Linked DNA regions of Mus musculus: region 2 is linked to region 1. A link is a contact called in public targeted proximity ligation data. All regions are on one chromosome and are shown on one strand. The core of a region is the stretch at or near the end of the contact, and the rest is flanking DNA. Distances in the headings are between cores, read along the strand shown.

Evidence for each region.
Region 2: a targeted proximity ligation map of pancreatic cancer cells shows a contact between it and region 1. A contact is called at or near these places in 5 of 39 promoter capture datasets (the C10 cell line, HPC-7-derived erythroid cells, liver and 2 more), 7 of 484 Hi-C or Micro-C datasets (the C10 cell line, CD4 T cells, LSK cells and 4 more), 10 of 130 datasets of targeted methods (the 230-238 cell line, the SCID.adh cell line, bone marrow-derived macrophages and 6 more) and 3 of 9 other capture datasets (adipose tissue, liver and pancreatic islet).

What each region holds. Positions count from the first base shown.
Region 1 is chr19:37,372,020-37,377,725 of GRCm38.p6, forward strand. Kif11 (kinesin family member 11) reads left to right here and starts at 4,363. Exons shown (of 22, transcript NM_010615.2): 1 at 4,363-4,648. The coding sequence starts at 4,575.
Region 2 is chr19:37,520,023-37,526,206 of GRCm38.p6, forward strand. No RefSeq gene overlaps it. Among named protein-coding and RNA genes, the nearest start is that of Gm41842, 23 kb to the right of the region's middle.

The sequences.
Region 1 (5,706 bases), core at 3,113-5,612:
TTCCCTGGAGCTGATGTTGCAGACAGTGAGTGATAAGCTGTCGGTGTGGCTGTTGGAAATTGAACCTGGGTCCTCTGGAAAAGCAGCTGAGCCATCTCTCCAGCCCCCAAAGGGAAGTCAAGTTTCCTTTACTGTTTGAATTGATATTCTTGGCTCTAAGAAACATATCTGGTGAAATGTAGCTAAATAGTAAATGTTTTGTTGACTAATCTTGGTACTGCCCTTTCATATATCATGTTTCAAATGGAATATTCAAGCAAACCATGTGCATGATGTTGCTAATGGGAACAAATGTGTTCATTCATGTAGAAGCTGAAACGAAGCGCTCTGGACTCCAAATAATTCATCGTTTGGAGAAAACAATTAGCAGCTAGGTTTGTAACAGGACAATGCCTTTACAGTGCTCTTCGATAGGAATCTTACATGTATAGAAGAATGCTTGGTATAGGTTTCATTATGTCCCTGTAATGTATGTAAGCATACACTTCTCTTTTAAATGTAAAGAACAATAGGAGTATGTGACCCTCTGGCCTATGATTCTGCACACATAGGGCTCGTTCATCCACATTAGCACACTTATACTATACCACAAACACACACCAAGAAAGACTTAAAAACTCTTAACTTTTTTTATGTGTACAAGTGTCTTATCTACATGTATGTCTGTGCTTGTTGACTACAGAGGCCAGAAGAGAAGATCAGATCCCCTGGGACTGCAATCTCAAAGAGTTGTAAGCCACTAAGTAGGTACAGGGAACAGAACGTGGGTCCTCTGGAAAAGCAAGGTCTCAAATACTGCAGGCTGTTCTTGACTCTGATGTAGCCAAAGCTGACCTTGAACTCCTGATCCTCCTGCCTCCACCTCCTGAGTGGTGGAACTTACAGCCTAAGCACCAAGCCTAGCTCAAGATTTTCCTTCTTTGTGGACCTGAGGAGATGGATCAGTAGTTAAAGAAAACTAGCTGCACTTCTACTGCCTCCACCTCAAAAGTACTGGGATTATAGGTGTGTGCCAATATACTCAGCCTTTAGGATTTTTTTCTTTTTTTCAGTACCAGGGATCAAGAGCAAGGTCTCAAGCATACTGACCCAATGCTGTGCTACTGAGCCTGTATTTGAAATTTTTAGCTATTTTCTTGAATTCCTTGCCACAATCAAAAAGATTGTACAGAGACACTGTTTTGATACTTATGAAGGAGAAAGACATTTTTTCCTTTTCTTTGCTTCTTTCTTTAAAAAAAAAATTATCTGCTAGGCACTTAATCCTCTAATGATTCTAACAATAAAACAGGAACCCTGAAAAAAATTAAAATTACACACACACACACACACACACACACACACCATGTTTAAGGGTTGAGAATGCTTGTTAACGGTACAGTACCTTCCTGGCATACATAAAGCCTTAGGTTGGATCCTCAGGGCTTCCTAATGCTTTCCCAGGAGATTGATGCTGGCACAGGGACAGGCTGAAACTCTGCTGTCCAGAGCTCTCCCCCAGGAAAAGGCATCATCTTTCAGTTTGGGTAATTTATCTTACAGCTCAACCTATATAGATATGCTTCTGGGCGTCGCTTTCCATTACTCTTGCAGTTCTGGCTCAGAGGGGAAATAAATGAATTTCTTTGCACCAACTCTTGTTTGCAGGGCTTTGTGTATGTGTGTGTGTCTGTGCATTTAGCAAGCAGCAGACCTGGTAAGTCAGATAATGATAATTTTTATTATCTCCATTTTACTACAAGGAAACCCAAACTGTGAAATGTTAAGTATTTTCCTTCAGGTACCAAGGATATATTTACTTTGTCTGTAAATATATATAAATGTCTTACAAGAGACTGGAAAACCAGCGAGGGGTGTAGATGGTAGAGTGCTGGTCTAGCACAAAGAAGCCTTGGGTCTGATGCCCAGTCCAGTATAAATAGGTATGGTGGTAAACACCTGTGATCTCAGCACGGGGGAGGTGGACGCAGTATGATCAAAGCCATCCTCAGCTAGCCAGTGAGCTGGAGGCTAGCCTGAGCTACATAAAACCCATCTCAAAAAACCCCAAAACAATGTGAAGAAGGACCCAGATGAAGTTTACACTCAGGTAGGAAAAAAAAAAAAACCACAACATAATTATAAAGTGTAGTGTTAAAGAAGCAAATAGCAAGTTCCTTTAGACAGGATGGTCAAGTTTTGTTTTTTCTAGGGTCTCTTGTAGTCCAGCCTGGCTTGAATTTGCTAATCCAAACCCTGAGACTGAGATTACAAGCTTGTTCAACCAACCCAGTAAAAAACAAACAAACAAACAAACAACCCCACCAAGCCATGGGGGCTGGTGAGATGGCTCAGTGGTTAACAGCACTGACTGCTCTTCCAAAGGTGCTGAGTTCAAATCCCAGCAACCACATGGTGGCTCACAATCACCCGTAATGAGATCTGACGCTCTCTTCTGGTGCGTCTGAAGTCAGCTACAGTGTACTTATGTGTAATAATAAATACATAAAAACAAAACAAAAAAACCACCCAAACAAACAAAACAGTCTTTAAAAACCAGAAACTGACAGAAAAATGAGAATGAGGAAGGCATCCAAAGTGCCAATGGACTAGAGTTCCACTGAGGCGCTGGCACTCGTAGTACAAGGGGAGACAGAGAACAGGGTAAACACCACCTTAGAATAGTGGTCTGCATGAATGACCCTTTCACAGGGGCCAAGCAAGCCCATCGGAAAACACAGGAATGGTAAGACCTTTTGCATCTAATTCCAAAAGATTAAAAAAAAAAAAAAAAAAAAAAAAAAAGACAAAAAGACAAAAATCATGGGATGCAGCACTCGGGAGGCAGAGGCAAGTGGATTTCTGAGTTCGAGGCCAGCCTGGTCTACAGAGTGAGTTCCAGGACAGCCAGGGCAATACAGAGAAACCCTGTCTCGAAAAAAAAAAAAAAAAAAAACCCAAAAAAACCAACAACAACAAAAAAAATCATGGGCTGGAGAGATGGATAAGAGCTGTTAAGAGCACTTCCTGTTCTTCCACAGGACCTGAATTCAGGTCCTAGCGCCCACTGTAGGTGGTTCACAACTGACTTTTTAACTACAGTTCCAGGGCATTCAATGCCATCTTCTGTCCAAGGGCACCACCACACACTTGGAGGACACACACACAGACACACTACCCCACACATAAATAAATAATCTTAAGCCACACCCCTCAAAAAAAAAAAAAAAAAAAAGCAAACAAGAAACCAGCCAGGACTGGTAGCTCATTCTTTCAATACCAGTATGCAGAAGGCAGGAAGATCATTGAGGATTCTCACAGGGCCAGCCTTGTGTTCAGAAAGATATCTTGTTTAAAACAAACGAATAAATAGCAAATGATGGACATAACACAGTTTGATACTAAACTGGAAATGTATGAAATGGACGCTTGAACTCCTGATCTTTCTGCCTCTGTCCCTATATGTGTTTGGTTTGCTTTTTAAAGGATATTTGCTGAGTGAATGCAGTAGCAGGGAGGAGAAAAAAAGGGTAGCAGTAGGAACATCGAAGGAAGTCATTCAGGGACGAGATTCAAAGTCTTGGAGGAAGGTGATTGCAGAGGAAGGGTCTGGTTAAAAACACGTGTTGAAGTGAGAAAGACTGGCCGGAGGCAAGGGTATAAAGATGTTCAATATGTTCACTTTGTGGGACATTTTGAGATAGCAGTGAGTCTCTGGGGCTAGCTTTTGTTTTGTTTTTGTTTGTTTGTTTTTGGAGACAGCGTTTCTCTGTGCAACCAGCCCTGGCCGTCCTGGCCTCGCTTTATAGATCAGGCTGGTCTGGAACTCGGAGAGCTCCTCTGCCACTCCTGCCTCCGAGAGTAGTTTACCAGTAGACAGTTGGCTTTGCTTAATCCAGAGGACCAGGGATCTGGAGTGCGGAAGGCGGGTATTTGGCGAGGTCGGCGGCGCTTTCTCTGATCCTCGCTAAGTTACATCGGAGAGGCTAAACCGCATTTAAGATCCCGCGAAACAGAAAAAGCAGCTCCGGAAACCCGATGAGGCGGAGGACTCGGCTTTTCTGTTTCCCCGGTCCCCACCTACACCTTAAACGGCCGAGTTGTTCGTCACCTCTCTACGGAAAGCGAGAAGCCTCGGAGGGCGGTAAGGACCCAGCGAATGCGGCGATGTAGGCGTCCCAGGCCCCAGAAGCCCGCCAGCGGCAGCACTGAAAGCTTGCACAGTGAACTTCGGACTACAGGAGCCAGCCTGCACCGCCATCCATTTCTTCGGGTCACGCCCCGTCGTCACCACAGTGACGACACGGCGTCCCATGATGCCTCGCGTGCCGCTCTGCTATTGGTCCGGTCAGTCGTCTCCATTTTTCAAAATTGAGGCGCGGAATCGTTGCTGATTTCGGAGCAGAGGAGGAGGTTCGTCCTGTCCGGCTTTTGCGGGGCGGCGGCCACGGCCAAGAGGCCTGCGTGGACCTCGGGGACGCCGAGCTGCGAGTCTCGGTCCTCGTGGCCTTGGCAGCACCGGGTGAGGAGAGGCTGCTCCCGGTTCTCACTGTGTCTGAGTCTCCGCTAGGCCGGCAGGTTTTGGCTCGACCGTCATGGCGTCCCAGCCGAGTTCTTTGAAGAAGAAAGAGGAAAAGGGCAGGAACATCCAGGTGGTGGTGAGATGCAGGTAAGGAGAGGCTGGGACGAGTCCGGACGCGGAGGCTTAGCTTTTGGGCTAGCCGTTCCGGAGAGCGATTTGTTTACCTTTCTGAAGGACACCAAGTCATCGGTTTCTGGGGCTCCCCGTGTTTTGTTCGGTAAACATGCTACCACGTTTAGTTCTAAATTAGGGTTTGTCTCGGGGGGGGGGGGGATGTTGGTGTTGGTTAAAGTTAAGCTGCAGTCACAAAGAATTTGATGGTTGCTCTTCGCTGAAAAGTGCGTTCCCTTTTAAAAGCCAATGTCGCCGAAAATTTAGCTGTCATTGCTCTGTGCTACCCCGTCCGAGTTGTCAGTTTGGGAATAAAGCTTCCTACTTACTTTGCATGTAGTTTGGCGCTCACCTTGGGGTTATTTCCACTTCGGAAAGACTAATAGTTCTTTATTCTGTGTGTTTGGTCCAATAGATGAAAGTAGGTTTGCTTTTAAAAGGGAACGCACTTTTCAGCGAAGAGCAACCATCAAATTCACCTCTAATAACCAAGTAGACATTGCTGAATTTAAGCTAAGCTGTAAAATGAGTTTATGAAACTCACGAGCTAATGAAAGTACATGGCTAAGGTGCAGCATCTTTTCTCTTTCTCATTTTTCTTCTTCTTCTTTTTTTTTTTTTTGGTTTTTCGAGACAGGGTTTCTCTCTCCTTCTTTCTTTCTTTCTTTCTTTCTTTCTTTCTTTTATCTGCCTTTGTTCATTGACCAAAAGACAAAATTGAGAGGAGGGAGGGTGTGGGGTTCAGCTCTCCCCGACTGACATCCAAATAACTTACCCAGAGTTTTTAATTTTTTTGAATTTTTGTGATGTTACCGAGGTTGGTCTGGAACTATATGTTAGCGTACTTTACTGTCTCAGCCTCTCGGTCGTTTAGCTGGGATTGCTGGGTGACAAGTGTGTGCCACTGTGTCTGCCTTTTTTTTTTTTTTCCTGAGACTGGCCTCAAACTCCGACTAGCTCCCTGCCTTAGTTCTGAGTTCTGGAGTTATAAGCAATTCAAGTTTCAGCTACCAGACCCAAGTTTTTAAACTAGG
Region 2 (6,184 bases), core at 314-2,813, 150 kb after region 1:
AGACATTTACATGGCCGGTAGGAGCCTAACTAAACTATCTAATCTTTGAAAAGACAGCCAACACAATGAACTCCGAAGTTAATCCCTTCAAATACTAGAGAGACAGGTTAGTGCTTAAACTCAAATCACTCTGCACTGAAGAAAATACCCATTAAGGCTTTTTTTTTCCCCTTTGACTCCCAGAAAAGAATCCCGATTGCAGTTTGCTCTCTGAAGGCAGGTCTTTATCATCCACATTCAGTGACTTCTAGGACCTGAGCTTGGGAAGGGGGGTGGCTATTAACGATTGTATGAATGACCTCGACAGTCTTTGACAACTTTAAAACTTCACAAGAACATTTCTCTTTCATTTCACAGAAGCAAAACACATTACTTTCTGATTCATCTCTCTTAGTCAAGGAAGCAAGCTTCCACGTGTTTAGAGTTCCTGGATATTATAGTACTTTATTTATTGCTTGGAGAGTCTTAAGAAGAGGCTGGACTGAAAGACTATGAATTAACCCAGTGGTCCATATTACCTAAAAAGGAGAAAAGTTTAAAAACCCTGACCAGATGCTTTGAAGAAGGCAGATTATGAATATCTGGGTCAGAGACATCAATTCAGATACTAAAAAAGAAAAAAATTTGAGTTTTCTGTGAAGGAGTGAGGGAGGGAAAGAAAAAGACACACACACACACACACCACACACACACACACACCACACACACACACACACAGAGAGAGAGAGAGAGAGAGAGAGAGAGAGAGAGAGAGAGAGAGAGAGAGAGAGGAGACAGAATCCCCATCTTGGGTATACAGGCAATCCGGAAGGCTCAGCCTTGTTACCCACTGAACTTCCAGGATACTGGGCTCGAGAGCAAAGCCACACTGTGGGCTGCAGAGCGCTGACGTCCTGTTCTCCACAGGTAATGAGGATATTCTGGCTGGCCTGGCACTTAGCCATGCCAGGAAGCCCGCTGGAATCTTGACTTTGTGGATTAAGAAATGGCAGGAAGTTTACCAACGTCCGGAGTTCAGGAGCACAGCTTTGCCCTCAGGTCAGCAGTGGGAAGTCTTGGATGAAGGCTAACATGCTTATTTTTGCATAAACTTTGAACTCACTCTGATAGGCTATCGGTAAGTGGGTAGATTTGGTATGGGGAGGGATGGTTCGGGGGACACTAACAGACTTGCAACTTCAGAACCGCACGTTCATTGACTCAGCTCTAATGTCGCAGTCACCCACGGATACTCCTAGCCCGAGTCACCCCCTTGGCCTCGTGACCCTACTCATTTTGTTGGACTAGACGGAGCCTTTGTTCAAGTAGACTTTCTCTACCCTAGTCCCACAGCCGAACAAAGCTGGAACATGGCACAAAGCCAAGCTGGGCCTGGCTTTGTTCGATTTTGTTGTTCTTTTGTTCTTTCTCTGTGTCTCTGTCTCTATCTCTGTCTCTCTCCTTTCTGTCATGGACAGGGTCTCCTGTCGGTGAGGTCAGCTTCAAACTCTATGCTCTCCTGCCTCCATCTCCCAAATGCAGGGCTTCTGGGCAAGCGCTGGACATCTGGTCTCATTCTGGATCCCTTATCTCTATGGCCCTTCTGGCTTCTCAGCTCTTGCCTTGTATATTTCTCTAGGCCCTTATCTGTTGTTCTGTTGTGAGTGGATTATTTTATACCTTTATTTTTCTTCTCTTCCCACCTCATTGTTACAAGGACCTTGCTTCCTGTCTACTGAGAAAATAAAGTCAGCAGAAGGAAACTTCCATAGGTTTCCACAACCTTATAGATCCACTGACCAACATTTGGGTTCATAGACTATATTCTCTCTCTCTCTCTCTCTCTCTCTCTCTCTCTCTCTCTCTCTCTCTCTCCCTCCTTATTTTGTCTCCTTTAACTCCCCTCATCTACAGAAACTGCTCTTGTAAGACAGCCACTGCAGTGGAGTTTTTCATCTTGAGGTAACCTGAGATTTGAACCCACCCTTAGGATAGGAAGTAGAAGGATAGGCGTAGCCTGGTTGTCTAGTGACTTGGGGGGGGGGGCAGACAAGACCTAGCCTGCATTAGTCACATCTAGAAGTGTTTGTGAGTTTTCAATTAACAATATAATTTGTACTGAATAGAAAATTTGGTATAAAAGTAATGAGACTAAACGTATAGGTGTTCACTAAAGAGAAAGTTCATTACACCCAGGTTCTGAGGATGAAAACATTGTTACTATGCTCAGTTTCATTTACTGAGATGACATCATCACCATCATCATCATCATCACCATCATCACCACCATCATCATCACCATCACCACCACCATGATCATCACCATCACCACCAGACACATTTCTGTGCAACACAAACTTCAGATCTCTACAAAGGCCATTACTACTCTACTGCGAGAGCAAAAGAACCAGAAGGTTTTCTGAGGAATCAGAATTTGGCCAACGTGATATTGACCTATATTTGGACTTTTAGACTTATTTTTTTTTTAAATTGTTTGTATGCATGAGTGTTTGTGTGGAGGGTTGTGCACATGAGTGCAGGTGCTCCCAGAAGCCAGAAGAGGACACTGGATCCCCTGGAGCTGGAAATAAGAGGCTACTCTGAGCTGCAGGATTGAATTTAAGGGTTCTCTCTCTACACAAGCGGTAGATGCTCTTAGCTGATGAGCCATTTCTCAGCCCTGAAACACAGTCTTTTTTTTTTTTTTTTTTTTTTTTTGATACAGAGTTTCTCTGTATAGCCCTGGCTGTTCCTGGAACTCACTTTGTAGACCAAGCTGGCCTCAAACTCAGAAATCCTCCTGCCTCTGCCTCCTGAAACACAGTCTTAAACCTTAAATTTCACTTCCACCTCCAAGGCTATTTATTAACTGTAAGCCTAGTTATAAAGAGAGACTAGTTATAGGTGTGGAGAGATAGTTCCAAGATCTTTGTTCTGTGAAATTCAGGTCAGGGCATGTGGACACGGCTCACCTTTAAGATGACTTCTGATTGGTGGAAAGATCATGTTGCTTCAAATGCTGCCACTCACACTAGCTTAAATAATATATGCGTTTTTATTAACTATTTGAGAGCTTCTTACAATGTATATTGATCATATTCACTCGGCTTCTTACTAACTCCTTCAAAATCTCCCATCTCGATATGTGTCCTTGTAGATGTGTGTATATTTATTTATTTGATAATTTAATAATCCATCAACTCAATCATGTGCTATTAATTTATCCTTCTGGGTGTGGGGCCATCCACTAGAGTGTCACATTGGTTTTGGAAAGCCATTTAAACCCAACGTTTCTTGATAGAATGGGAATTTCATGGAGGGTGGGTGTCAGGGCTGCTGAGAGGAAAGACTAAGGAGCGAGCAGCAGGCTTGGCTGACATTCTACAAACACTTGAGCGTTTTGAAACGTGCTCACTTTCTGCAAAGGTTACTGTCAAAATACCGCACTTCCTCAGCGAGCCCCTGTATGCCCACACACTGATTGTTTTAGGATGTGACCAACTTCTGTGGAGTTGAGCTCGTTGGCTTCATTTTTCCCTGCAACGTTTCCTCCGTACTCATTGATTTCCATGGCTACACGATGATTGCTTCCTGAGAAACAAAAGAACACATGTGTTTAGAAGCGAAAAGGAAACATACAGATCACCTATTGAACCTCAGCCCTGGAGAGCCCCGAATAAATGGAAACTTTTCTTTCTTTCGGGGTGTGTTTGAGGCAGAAAGGATCTCAACAGTCATTCTCTTAAGTTTTACTCTCCAATTGTTGTCCTTGGGAGGGGCCAGACTCTGTCAGGGACTGCAAACCAAACTGACTCCCACAAGTTCTGTAGGATAGGCTGTCCGCAGAATCAACATTTCTGAGCAGTTGCAGATCTGGAGAAAATGATAGCGGGTAATGGGAAACTTGAAGAGATAAAGGGTAGTGAAACCTATTGTGGTCAGGCATGTCTGCAATCCCAGCATGCATAGGGCTGAAGCAAAAAGATCATATTCAAAACCAGCTTGAAGTATTGTGAGAGCTATCAAAAAAATAAAATCAGCTAAATAAGTTATTCTGTCAACAAACCAACCAAAAGACAACAGCATGGTGCAGGAAGAGATAACTCACCATTTGAACTGATTTTATTTTATTAATTGAGGATATCAACAAACATTCACAAAGACTTCCATGTGTGAAGTCCTGTTCTAAATGCTCTGAGAACAAAGGTGAAAACACCTAGAGATGAAAAAAATTTAGCCGGGCATGAGGGCACACACTCTTAATCCCAGCACTCTGTGAGTTCGAGGCCAGCCTGGTCTACAGAATGAGTTCCAGGACAGCCAACGCTACACAGAGAAACCCTGTACTAAAGGAAAAGAGAGAGAGAGAGAGAGAGAGAGAGAGAGAGAGAGAGAGAGAGAGAGATCCTGTACTAAAGGAAAAGAGAGAGAGAAACCCTGTACTAAAGGAAAAGAGAGAGAGAGAGAGAGGGAAGAGAAGAGAAGAGAAGAGAAGAGAAGAGAAGAGAAGAGAAGAGAAGAGAAGAGAAGGAAGGAAATTCTTAGTTTAGTATTCCAGATACAGCCTCTGAGTCTTGTCTAAATATTCTCTGTACAATTTGGGACCTGTAATGGCTTTGAGGAGAGGTCAGGGCTGTGCGTGATGAGCCTTGAACACACAGAAATTCATTGACTAAAGTAGACATTTCGAAGCCTGCTCTGAATAACAGAAACTGCATCCACCAATACCTGCAGACACTCAGGGGAGAGCTGGAAACCAGAGCTTGGCGGAGACCGACTTGGAGAGGGAGAGTCAGGTGAGGACCTCCTTGCTGGGGACATTACTGTTAGCAAGTGGGTGTTCAGTGCATGGAGAGGGCTTCAAGAAGAGAGGAGAGAAGCAGAATACAGTAGTTATGGGCAGATCTGTGTTCAAATTCTGCTTCTGGGGTTTATAGATGGATCCTTCTAGCTAGTGTGTGTGTGTGTGTGTGTGTGTGTGTGTGTGTGTGTGTGTGTGCATCACTGATATTGACTGCAACTGGACCCCATTCCTCTAGCTCAAGCTGAAACAAAGGAGATCTTTGTCTACTGGTGTAGTCAGGGTTTCTCAAGGACTTGGAGCACAGTAGAGGTTTCAATTGTTTTATATATATATATATATATATATATATATATATATATATATATACACAAAAATGTGTGTATATATACACATATATACAAAAATGTGTGTGTATATATTTTATATATATGTATATATGATGTGTATATATATTATGTACACACACACACACATATACACATATATACATATAGTTATTTTTTTTTTAAAGATTTATTTTATTGATTATATGTAAGTACACTGTAGCTGTCTTCAGACATTCTAGAAGAGGGAGTCAGATCTCGTTACGGATGGTTGTGAGCCACCATGTGGTTGCTGGGAATTGAACTCCGGACCTTCGGAAGAGCAGTCGGGTGCTCTTACCCACTGAGCCATCTCACCAGCCCACATATAGTTATTTTGTGACAAAGTCTTAATGTATATTCCAGGCTAGTTTTGAACTTGTTATCCTCCTGCCTTGGCCCTTGAAATACTGAGAATACAGGAATATGCCATTATAACTCTAAAGTCTTACGTAAGTAGTTTTATTTTTTAAAGATGAATGATTATGTTTGAAAACTAAAGAACTTAACGTAGGAAGTAATTGCGTCTGGATTTTATACTTCCTTCATGTTTTATGGGTCACTGATTTTTTAAAAACTCGGGCCTAGGGCTTTAAAGAAGCATCCACGGTACTCATTTCAGAAAAACAAAGGAATAATGCTACTCACCGGAACAAAACGGAAATGCTCTCTGGGATTGAGTGATGGGTCAGTTGGCAAAGTGAGATGCAAGTAGAACCTGATTTCGGATCCCCTGCACCCACGGAAAAGTCAGGCTCAGAGATGTGCACCTAACATCCGAGCACTGGGGATGTGTGTATGGAGACAGGAGGACGCCTGGATGTCATTGGTCAACCAGTCTAAATGAATCAATGAGCTCCAGGTTCAGTCTCAACAACTAAGGCCAGGGTGACGTCTCCCCAGGCAAGCCTGCTCGCTGCCAGGCCGAGATACTTGAGTTTGATTGGGCACCCCATGTGTAGAAGGACAGAGCTTATCCTGCAAATTCTGTCCTTTGGTCTGCACGCGCATGTGCACGCAGACAAAGCTCTTTTGATAC